Regions from separate parts of the Rattus norvegicus genome. Here region 1 is linked to region 2. A link is a contact called in public Hi-C data. All regions are on one chromosome and are shown on one strand. Each heading gives the region's core, a stretch centred on a gene start, on an enhancer-like site or on the middle of the called end of the contact. The rest is flanking DNA. Distances are from core to core; before and after follow the strand shown.

Region 1 (6,241 bases), core at 1,322-3,821, 270 kb after region 2:
AGAAAACCAAAATTGAGAAGTTAGCAGTAAAAGCAACCCTGGACTGGTATAAAAGATTAATTTGTTGTTGTTGTTGGTGGTGGTGGTGGTGGTGGTGGAGGTGGTGGTGGTGGTGGTGGTGGTGGTGGTGGTGGTGGTGGTGGTGGTGGTGGTGGTGGTGGTGGTGGTGGTGGTGATGGTGGTGATGGTGTTTTAACAAAGCGGCCACAGTAGTTGCCATAGGGTGTGGTTTTGTATTAACCATGACTCCGATGTACCTTACCTACTATCTATCCAGGGGTAGCACTCTGTTCCTCTTTCTCCATTAGATCCAGGTGAGCTCCAATCACTGTGGGCGTGATCCCGAGTAACTCCCAAGCCTGCAGATAAGAGGCAAGAAGCCTTTTCCTGTTTAGCTTCCAGCTCACTATTTAGACCCACGTTTTAGGACAGGTTAAGGATAGTAAAGTGTGTAAGATGGGGTTCCTCTTGACACCCATGAGAGCCACAGGCTCTCACAGCCACAGTGTGTCTCCTTTCTTCTGGGTCTTCAGTGACAGCATGAAAAGCTAAGACATCATGCGGTCATATTGCTTCCATCCCTTCAGGAAAGTTCTCTCCAAGCAAGAGTCCCTAAAGCCAACAAAGGAGTATTATCCAGAAGGGATGAAGAAGAATTTGCAGACCTAGAAAACTGAGAAACTTTCCAGAAAAAGAAAGCACTCTGGTCAGAGTAAAACTATAAAAAGATACTCCCAGCTAATGTGAAAATTAAAACAACTGAACAAAATGTTACAGGATTCAAAATTGGAAAAGATTAAGAGCCAAGTTGCACCCTGGACCCAAGGTTAGAAACATGTTACCACTGGAGCTGTGACCAGGTTCAATCAATTTAGAAAACATTGTAACAATAGCCACAGGGGTAAGGTGGCAAGTGGTGAAGATCGTTTCTAGTCTGAAGTCTCTGGTCTGTGGACACTCACAGGCATTCGCAGCAGACAGTAGGAGGACCTTCACAGCAGCCCTTTGTAACAGAAAACAAGTAGAGATCAACTCTTCAGGAAGGGTGAAGAGAAACACGCTGAGGTTTCCACAGAAGGGGAAAGTTACCCAAAGACGAATTCTAAAATAATTAAAATTGTGAGGAGCAAATACCCTGCCCCACTCCTAATAATTAGCAAAGGAGACTGGGCAGTGAGAGCGACCTTGCAAGGTCAGACGCCACCCATTCAGTCAGACACGTGAGTGCAGTGAGCACGGGAAGGGGACAACCGTTCACGTCGTTTACCACTTACAGGCATGTGGGTTTATCTTGACTCTTTATGACCTGTTTAGTTTAAAGCTTTTCAAGAGTATGACCCTGTCACATCTGTAGGACATGGGACAGGGTGAGCTGCTGATAATTTTTTTCACTATGATTAAGTCTGAGCTTACTAGATGAGGGCAGCTAGAGTCGGAGTCCTTAGCCGGACCGATGTTGTCTGTTCATTTGTATCTATTTGGACCTAGGATGACTTAAGCCATTTTTGTTTTGAAAATTGACTCTCAATTTTTTTTATTTTTACTTATTTATTTACTTACTTATTTATTTTTACAAAAACGATAGCTATATTGAGGTTTATAAACATGGAAGCCATTTTAAAGTGTCTGTTGAGGGAGCCGGAGAGATGGCTCAGTGCTTAACAGGTCCTCTCATAGAGGACCAGAATTGGGCTGCCAGCATCCGTATCCGGTATTTCACAATCACCTGAAACTCCAATTCCAGGGAATCTGATGCCCTCTTCTGGCCTCCACAGGCATCTCCCCACATCTACAACCCACACAAAGACAAACTTCACAGATATGCACCATTAAATTAATTTTTTTTTCAAGAGGGGGAAGAGGAGGAGACAACTGAGAATGACCTAAGATTTCTGTCATCCTCCCAAGATAATGAGTTCTTCTTTCAAAGCTTCACTGATACTGGACACACACACACACACACACACACACACACACACACACACACGCCTACCTTCTGGGCCAGAAGCAAAGGACTTCCTTGTCAGACTAGACAGCTCATACTCCATTTTCCCATCAGTTCTCTTGCCTTCAAATTCCCATAAGGGCGCTGCAGAGTGGTCCAGGTGAATGCTCCTTCTGCAGTGGGAATGCTACATCTGCAGTGGGACTACGTCACAGCCGAGGGGGTCTCTTAATCCCCCATGCATGTGCATGGGTGCACATGTGTGTAGTGTGAGTGTGTAAATGTAAGTCAATGGTTAGCATAATGCCCAGGACCCTGTTGGAGGCCAGGTCTTACCGGGTGAGTTCCAGTCCTGTGACTTGCGTGACTCAGCAAATCTAAATTTTGATCTGTTATGTGACATCTCGCCCTCTGTTGGACCATGCTCTAAGCCTGGGGTTTTACAGCTTGAAAAAGGAAACTCTTAAGGACACATGCAAGTGTACCTAGGGATCCGGGTGCAAACAAGGGCTTGGGGGTGCTTCCAATAAAACTGAGATAAACATACAAGGTTAACTGCAATGAAGAAACAGCGGCAGCGGCTGGGTCTTCAGGTTTCCTTCCATAAATAAATGTGTTGAGCAATAGCTCCACCTACAGATGGATTTGAGAACTGCAGCGGTAGGAATGTAAGGGGTCTGGAAGCTTTCTGCTCCTTTTCCTCTCCTCTCTCAACTTTCCTGTTTTGGTTTTCCAGACAGGGTTTCTCTGTGTAGCCCTGACTGTCCTAGAACTCGCTCTGTAAACCAGGCTGGCTTCGAACTCACAGAAGTCCTCCTGCCTCTGCCTCCATGTGCTGGAACTAAAGGTGGGTGCCACCACTACCAGGTGGACTCCTCTACTTCGTTTCATAAAAATATTCATCCTCCATTTGATAAAAGTCAGGATCTTAACCCCCTCCTGGTTACCCCTCAAGCATATGTCCCCGTGTAGTAATGTAAATGCCTAGCCCAGCACGAGCCCAAGCCATCCTGGGTTTCCACTAAAAAGTCCACAGGAGAGGGGAGCTGACCTTATCCTCTGCAGAGAAAGACACCTTGTTCATGACCACCCTGGAGGCAGGCTCACCAAACAGTGACCTCACATGGCAATGGCCTCCCAATCCAGAGTCTCATCGTGACAAGTGCGAAGTTTTTCTCCCACTTACACCCTTTAAATATAAAATCAGTTCATAGAGCGCCCTGAATGTTTCGTCTGCAGCATATTTTGTGTTAAGTGACAAGTGCGCTTTTAATAATCTACTCCAAGACCAATCATCCCTTTCCTAATTATAATTAATTTCGCAAGCTTCACTAAGCACTTTTTGAGATTACATTTGCATTAATAATCCAAATTATAATGAACTCAAACCCCATATTCTACTGTTCTGGGAAATTTAGTTTTTAACAGAACCTGCCCCAAAGGGATTCTGGGAAACTCCCAGTAATGTTTTCCTGCCATGTAAGTCCTTCCTGGAACCAGCCATCTGCCCCCAGGCCCCTGAAATCCGAAGTCCATGAGGCCCTGCTCTGATGGCCATCTCTCTGTCTCCCGCCTTCTTGCTACCTCTAACAAGTTTATTCCCAAGGGGCAGGCCCTTCGCTTTATTTAGAGCATCCCTAGAGACTCAAGTTGACATGGTGAGAGGCTAAGGGAGGTCCCTACAGAATCATGTGACCATCCCTGCTTGGGTCCCCTCCCAAAGCAGCAATGACACTGTGTTGTGTGCAAGGATGTGTAACTCTATCATCAGAGGCCTGAGTCTGGCTTCCTGGAAGTTATAAGGTGTCGGGAAGTCCATCTCAGCTTTCTGAGACTCCCTCCTCCTCCGTACATTGGAGGGTGAGCTGGCAGCCTCTGGGCCACAAAGGAACTTACACACAAACATTCAAAAAGCGGCTTCAGTGGGGCTGGGGATTTAGCTCAGTGGTAGAGCGCTTACGTAGGAAGCGCAAGGCCCTGGGTTCGGTCCCCAGCTCCGAAAAAAAGAACCAAAAAAAAAAAAAAAAAAGCGGCTTCAGACCAGATGCCCGTTAACCAAGTGAATGAAAGCGTGAACACGATGTATGTTTATATGAGTGAAAGAATACCATTTGCACAGAAAGGCATGTTGGCGTGTCCTGTATCAGTGAACCAGGATGCTGATACTCCCTGCATCAATGAACCTCTAAAGTTACACACTGGGTAAAAGAAACTACCCGGGAGAGTCACCAAAATCACATGAATCCATGTCTGTGAAGTATCCAAGATGGAGAAGTCTACACAGGAAGTTCACTCATGGCTACCTGGGGCTGGGAGTTGTACAGAAACCCGAAGGGAGTAGAAATGACAACCAATAGAAGTAAGTTATCTTTATAGGCTGATGAAAATGGTTTATAATTAAATGGTGCTTGTTCAACTCTGTAAATATGCTTTAAAAACCTACAAACTGAAGCCAGCAAGATGGCTGAGTAAGTGAGGTACTTGGTGCCAAGACTGACAGCCTGAGTTCAGCCCCCAGGACCCACGTGATAGAAGAGAACTGACTCCTGAAAGGAAGTCCTCTGACCTCCACACAGAGTCAAGCACATGTGCCCTCCCCTCCGCCCCACATACATATAAACATAATTTAAAAATTAAATATCAAATACTTCAACCCTTTAAACATCTAAAGCTTCTGGTTGCAAGTTAAAAATTAATAGAGCCCTTTAAAAATGCTAAGTACCTTTCGAATGCATTTAGTTAGATAATGCATGCAAAGTACTTAACACAGTACTGTCACATAGTAAGTGCTCAATAAACACTAGCAATTCAGTTCAGCAGTCCAACCTCAAGACATTTCACTGAGTCATTCTTAAGTAGCATAAAACACAGGCGCACCATGCAGGCTGAGCTGTAGCAAGTGTGTGTTATCTGGTTAGTTTTTGTCAACATGACACAAGCTAAAATCACCTGGGGAAAGATAACCTCAATTGAGCAATTCTGCCCACCCAACCAGCCTGTGCTCATGTCATGGGAACATTTCCTTGATTAATGATTGATGTGGGCAGGTCAGCCTACTGTGGAGTTCAGAGACGCACATGTGTGAACCCAACATGGGCTCGTGCAGCAACTGGGATATCGGCTGCACCAGGAACTGAAGGAGGTGATCCTCAGAGCTTCACCCCTTCCAGCATAAGCTAAAAATTACTAATTGTGATTTCTTGGAGAGAGCGTCCAGGGCCACAGGAGTGACTCAGGAGAGGCAGGAGGAATTCCACAGTTTTCTACAAACCTGAGCAAGTGGGTTTGATGGTCCCAGTGGTCGGAAGTTTAAATTAGAGAACTGAGGTGACCCGCTGCTCGCCTGGCTCCCCTTCTGCTGCTGTGATAAACACCATGAGCCAAAGAAACCTGGGAGAGAAAAGGGTTTGTTTTCAGCTTATGACATCTAGATAAGAGTCTATCACTGAAGGGCAGGAAGGTGGGAGCAGGACCTAAAGCAGGAACCATGGGGGTCCTATCGTTCCATGGCTTGCTTTCTCATACAATCCAGGACCACCTACCCAGGGGTGACCTAAAGGGAATAAATTCCCCAAAGTTGTCCCCTGGCCACACATAGCGCCATAGCACATATGCTCCCCCAACTCCAACACTCATAAGTAAATAACATGCGTGATAAAAGCTGTAAACATCAGTTACTTAAGTACTTTAAACAGGTAAGGTTTGTAGCTTGTAAATTAGAAATTGGTAAAGCTATTTATGTACCAGTGGAAAGTTACAGACTAGCTTGCTCTCTGTGGCTTCCTCAGACTGTTTTCTTGTGCAACCCAGCCTCACCAGCCCAGGGTGGCACCTCCCTCAGTGGACCAGGCTCTCCCACAACAATCAACGAAGAAAATGACCCCACAGAATTGCCCTCAGACCACTCTGATAGAGGCAATTCATCAACAGGGGTTCCCTCACCCAAGGTGACACGCGATTTATTCTGTAAAACAGATTTACTGAGACTTCCTGTCAAGGGCTCAGGTGATAGAAACAACACACCCTCACATTCTGCCTCTCTACAACTTCCTCCAAGTTCAAGAGGCTCCCACCGAGTGATAGGAAGGAAATTATTGGTTCCCTGTAACAACTGATACCAGCATGGGGTGCAGAGGGAGGTGGCGACTCCAGGTTCACGGGGAGAGAAGAGCTGGTAAGGTCTCACCAGCCCAAATAAAAGCCAGAAAAGGAGCAGCCGGGCTTTGGACCAGAGCAGAGAATAGAATGAAACAGAATAGAGAAAGTCAGGATCTCGTCCGTAGCTAGAAGAATTGT
Region 2 (5,942 bases), core at 662-3,161:
TAAAACCGCATTGACTCAAAGCTGCCGTCTCTTCAGCGCACAGGGCACTATTTTAACTTTGAAGGATCATTCAAACTGAGCATGCTCGGACAAATCAATTTCCAAAACCAGAACATCCAAGTATCAAAATAAAGCTAGAGTAGAAGAATTGTATTATGGTATCCTTCTGACCATCTATTTATCTGTAGGAAAGTCTTATTTAATTCTTCTGTGAAGGATTACATCCCTTAGTGACCATAGAATAAGGAGGGCAACTGAAACAGTGAGGCTTTCACAGAGCACACTGCCATCTCCAGTGGGTACACTTATGTTACCCATCAGCACCATGACCTATGGTGTACTTTGGCTGACATATTCCTCAAATATGTTAACTTTTTATATCTGGTTATAATAAATAATTGACTTTTGAGCCAATTCTTTCCTTTAAAATCAAAACAGCCATTACAGTGCCTATTTTTGGGCATATAACCAAATTACTCTTTAATAACTTCTTTGAGTTAGGTGTGGCATCATGACTGTTCCTGGCCAATAATTTTCAAGTACTAAATGTCACTCCTGGACAGAAACATTTACCCATGAATGTAAGTCCCGCTTTAGTTTTTATCTGCCAAGGTGGAGTTCGCTTTGGGGCCCAAAGTGGAAACCATGTGGAACAGTGGCATCCCCTAAATTCGTGAACGTCACATGCCATAAGCAAAATCCAAGTCTGACATTTAAACCCTGGAGAAGTTGGGCTTGCCTATCGCTACAGGAAAACCATTCTATCCTAAATAGGAAAATGACGCTGCATATTTTATCTGTGAGATTTAGGTTATGACTCATGACAATTTTATTTCCCCTTTTCCAAATCTTTGGAAAACTCATCGCTGATGCTTGTTTCAATATATCATCTGTAGAATCATAAAGACATAATACATGTATAATGTTTATCAGGTGAAGTAATTTTTATTCACCTGACCATATATATATATATATATATATATATATATATATACATATATATATAGTTACCTTGTTAGTATAGGTAATTAATTTAAATTTTTCAAAAATAGCTTTACTATCCATGAGATTTTACCAAAAGAACCAAAAAGAAGCTAGGGAATACATTTAATCTGTGTTTTATTTTTATCTACTTTTGCTGTTAGTTTTTGAATTTGCTTATAAACAATTTGCTTAGAAAACAATCAGGTTGGCTCTTGCTATACTGTGTATAATTCACTTCTCCTCTAACTATCAGACATGACCATCAACCCATCAGCCTCTAATAAAGAGGGTGAATCACATTTAAAATTCAGCCTACAGTAAAGGAGAATTCATTGTACATGAAAGACAGTTAAGGAAGGGGACTCAAAGCTCTTCATGCCCTTTTCTTCTGATAGAAGTTCATCATCATCACCACCACCACCACTGCCACCATCGTCGTCGTTGTCATCATCATCATCATCATCCCTTTCTCTTCTGTCTCCATTTGAAAAATAAAAAGGACTATAAAAGACAAGGGTACTATACATGTAAGAACAATTAATCAGGTTGCTAGCCTTGTTGCTAAAGTAAGTTCCTTACACATAAGGAGAGAAGATTTGTAAACATTTTGGACCAAGATACCCCATGGGATGCTATTTCTCATTTTTAGAAAGTGACAATTCATTATTCAGAAATGTAATGAGAGTGCACATCACTTTTGGTGTACAATTTTGAAGCAGTTTTGTTCAAGCTCACGTGTCCAACCCTTCCACTGGCAAGCACCACCTTATGGCCTCATGCTTTCCTTTGAGAAGTTTCTTTGAGGTGAATTACTCAGAAGCTCCAGAAATTGGGGCTATTAATAACCATCATTCAGGACAGGGGACTGCAGAGCTGAAAGCCTTGGGAAAGTAGCTGTCAACTCATCCAGACAGTCACCTCGCTGTCTGGCAGCTGGCCAACTTCAGCAGCTTGCCACAGGCCCAAGTTCTCCACTGTTACCAGGCTGTGGCCTTGAGAGATGAGTCAGGGGTTATTTCAACTTTTGCCAGTAATTTACACTTTCAACACTACTGCTTCATGACTACACCACAAATCTAAGCTCAGAATGGTCAAAGGTCTTGAAAGTCTTAAGTTATAAGGCTATTTTCAAAGCCTCTAGATGGTCTCTTAGCCAGCAAGATATGTGTTTCCCTGAAAAATGGTGTACGAAAAAAATCAGGTCCTATAAGCAATATTTTTTGAGATAATGGTTGTCAGTTACTCATTTCTTATTAGAAAATTTGAAATGTGCTTTTGCCAAATTCTTACTAAGAAAGTGAGTTAATCTCCATGTCATACACAGAGCCTGCAAGGATGGGAGGGGGTAAATAATTTCTCTGACACCTCAAAACATTTGAACCATTTCTCCACATTTCATTATCATAAATCCTCACTTACATTGCTCCTAGCATGGAAATTATATAAGATTGTGAAGTTGTAGAGTGACTGAGTGAGCCTTCCTTCTTAGGAAAGAAAAAATGGCTTTAGCAACCAAAGACAAGTATTAACATCAACATGTCCACAAGGGAGAAGAGAATTGTGACATCACAGTCTGTGGAGAGGAGCAAAGACTAGGAAAACGAAATACCACCTCAGCTTGGTAAACAAAGTAAACAAAAGGACACATCTGAATTATAAAACTGACTTTTATAATTTTATAGTTTTATATCTGTGTGTTTCCTTTTAGCTTCACTTTCCTTTGTGTAGCGGAAGCAGGAACATCTGATGGGTCTGGGTTTTGTTTGTTTGTCGTTTTTACAAGCTCCTGGGCCTCTTACGGCAGGGGTGACCTTCCTTGACCACTCATCCTTCTACACTCACTGTCTGGCACACCTAAGTGAGACCAACCACCAATCAACTGACCGAGTGGCACCTGATTCCCTGTTTTGTTTTCTCCTGATATTTAACTTTTTTTAAGAAACCATTATCTCAATTACTTCATTCTATGTCCAGGCCTTCCGTTAGCGAATACTATAATCTTACATTCTTAAATGGTGCTTAGGGTACCTTAATCTCATTGTTGCCAACATCGCTTTTCTGAAGATAAAACTTACACCTTGTGCTTTCTGTTATGATAGCATGAGCACAGTAGGGACATTGACAAAGACAGGAAAACGCCAAACCCTCCCCTTCAAACCTGTTGACTATCTTATATCCTTGCAAAGTCTGGGTCACTTTATTCTTGTAAAACACCTGCTATTGCTCACCAGAAACAATGCTCTCTCAAATGTATCAAAGGAGAATAGTCATTAGTCCTGAATTAGGTCATGAAAACCACCCACAAATTAGAGGGCACAATTCGTGGATATATTCCTTTGGCCCACTTTCTGTTACTATAACAAAATGTCTGAGGCAAAATAGTAGTTTAAAAATAAAAGTTCACTTGGCTTGTGGTTTTGGAGGCTAGGAAATCCAGGCATCTCCTAAGTGCTTACTTGCTATGGCATCACAGAGGGCATTACCTGACAGGGCACACATGCATCTTTGTATTGTCATAAAGGTGGTATCAGCTTTAGAGACGGGGATGTGGCGAGCCCGACTTTCTGCTGTGATTTGCGATGTATCTGTAGCAGTGACTGTTCCTGAAGCTAGCGCCCTCTCTATCAGAACAAGGATTGGGGAAATGGAAGCCTGAAGTTCCTGGAATAAATAAGTTGTGAGCAGTTCACTTGATCTCTAAACAATCACGTTGATATCACAGACCATTGTGTGAGCATGCAAACCAAAAAGAAAAATAAAAGTTATTCCTCTACAGGGGCATAAAATACTTAGCGATGATAGGGGTTGTAATAGCTAAGAACCTTTAGAACTTCATGGCCCAAGAGAGAAGTGCTTCTCCGATTCTCTTTCTACTCGTAGGCTTGCTGCAGGTGATCTTGTGGGACTGTGTTAGTTCATCTAAAAATACATCCGGCCTTGTCCTTATGAAGTGCCATTCTACTGATTTCATGTTTTAATGGAAACAGTGACTCTCCTTAAGTGACCCCCAAAACTAAGCGGTTGATTTTTTTCCTACCTATTAAAATAACAGGCAGATTTAGGAATAGAGCACAGCACGGCACCTTGGATAAGTGCCCCCAAAGGTCCATGCACTGAAGACTTTGGGTCTATTCCAGTGATGTGTGGAACCTTCCAGAGGTGGAGCCTCATTAGAGGACTTCAGGTCATAAAGGATTTGCCATTAGAGGGGAGTGTGAGGTCCTGGCCTCTTCTTGTTATTCCCATGAGGTGAATGGCTTTGCTCTAACACATGCTCTGCCTTGCCAGTTGACTAAAACAACACACCAAGTAACAATGCACTGAGTCCCCAAAGACCTTAACTATTTACAAGTTCATTATCTGGCATACTCTACCCATGCTCTGTGCCCATGGAAGCCAGAAAAAAAAGGGCATTAAATAGACCTGGAACTGGAGTTACCAATAGTAATGAGCTGCTTTTATGGATGCTGGGAATCAAATCTTGGTCCTGCTGAGCCATCAGTCCAACCCCATTCTTTATTGATTAACGGACACATGTCACGTTTTTGTGCCACAGTTTATTCAACCAAGCCCCACTGACAAACATTTGCACATTTTCTCTTTCACTATTACGTAACCACAATCAATATATTGATGTAGCTCATTGCACTGCCTGCCAAAGGTACCTGTACACAGGTAAAGCACAGTTCAGAGTCCGTTTGCCAACCTATGCTTGGAAACTATTTTTTTAGAGGCACAGTTGCTGAGGCAAAGGGCATTTGTGTGCATAATATTGCCAGCCATTGATGAGCCCACTCCGTGCAGGTATTTTGCATTATCACAAAAGCAGCGTGACAGAGTCTTCTTGTCACGCCATTTGCCTCTGACAGACAAGAAGTGATATCCCGTTGTAGTTATGGTACCTATCTCTTGTTTGCAATGAGGATGAGCTGGGGTTTTTTAATATGTTTAGGGGTAATTTAAATAAATTTCAACTCAAAGATCAACAAATAAAAGCAGTACGTAAACATGCTAGCTCACAAGGCAGGTGCGTCAGAATAGCGTCTCTCCTCAACAGTCAGAAAAGCAAGGAGAGTGAGAACCGGTAAACAAGGCCTGAAGACCAACGGCCAACCAAGATTGCTGTTTCTAGCCAAGCTGTACTGTGAAGAGATGGGGCCATTCCAGGCACGCATAAACTAAGGCAACTCATGACCACCAAGACAGCGCAACAGAAGCAATACAGCACTCGGAGGAAGAGGAAAGACAGACTCAACCCCAAAGGCACAGTACAGTTTCCATAGTAAATGAAAAGAGTGAACTCGATCCAGGAAGGAACCCTCATGTGCTGCAGAGTAAGTCAACCAACTGTTGATATGTACAAGGGAGGAATAAAAAACAGCTCAATCAACCAGATACTCGACCAACAAAATTACATCAGAGTGAAATAGGATGTTTGCAGAACAAACTAGAGAAATTCCAGCGTCCGTGATGGAGGGATCGATGCTATCTGGAGAGCCAGAGGGTCTGGGACAGCAGACAGTATGAGAACCATAGGTCACAGCCTCAAGAAGTCCTCAGTGGACTTTCAGGAGCAGAGGGGAGACCGAGCACGACAGGCAGCGACACTGGCAGAGGAGAAGGGGGTTGTCAGTTTGGTGACTCTGGACCCTCCCTGGACTCAAAGCAAGTATCATAGGGCTACATTGAAAGCTGGCCTGAAAAAGAGTCAATGTAGACAGTAGGGAAGAAACTGAGTCTGAAGCATCGAGTCAATGGAAGAGTGACTTGAGCCACAGCCCGCTGAGGTACACAGACATGCGCTCTAAACACGTGCCCACTGTTGGGAAGGAATACCCAGGAGCATGAGCCATGTTTGCAGCCAGAGCCAGTGAAAGGTTACCGCCAGGCAGAAGGGACGACAGCTTCTTCCCGTGAGCTGCCAAAGATTGCCCAGGGCTGCGACTAGCATCAGTAGC

Evidence for each region. A called contact is a pair of places that touch in the nucleus more often than the background predicts.
Region 1: a contact with region 2 is called in a Hi-C map of liver, with 3 times the contacts expected there. The contact joins two enhancer-like sites. A contact is called at or near these places in 2 of 12 Hi-C or Micro-C datasets (the Rat2 cell line and liver).

What each region holds. Positions count from the first base shown.
Region 1 is chr13:79,975,765-79,982,005 of GRCr8, forward strand. No RefSeq gene overlaps it. Among named protein-coding and RNA genes, the nearest start is that of Tbx19, 27 kb to the right of the region's middle. Within about 2 kb of position 2,572, at least 16 of the 93 cell types and tissues checked have an H3K27ac peak or open chromatin away from gene starts, as enhancers often do. A contact at or near this core is called in liver, where this site is marked.
Region 2 is chr13:79,708,735-79,714,676 of GRCr8, forward strand. All of the region lies in intron 1 of LOC102546371 (a long non-coding RNA gene), which reads right to left. It overlaps LOC134481525 (a long non-coding RNA gene), which reads right to left. Exons shown (of 4, transcript XR_010057090.1): 3 at 3,468-3,645. Among named protein-coding and RNA genes, the nearest start is that of Dpt, 55 kb to the left of the region's middle. Within about 2 kb of position 1,912, at least 8 of the 93 cell types and tissues checked have an H3K27ac peak or open chromatin away from gene starts, as enhancers often do. A contact at or near this core is called in liver, where this site is marked.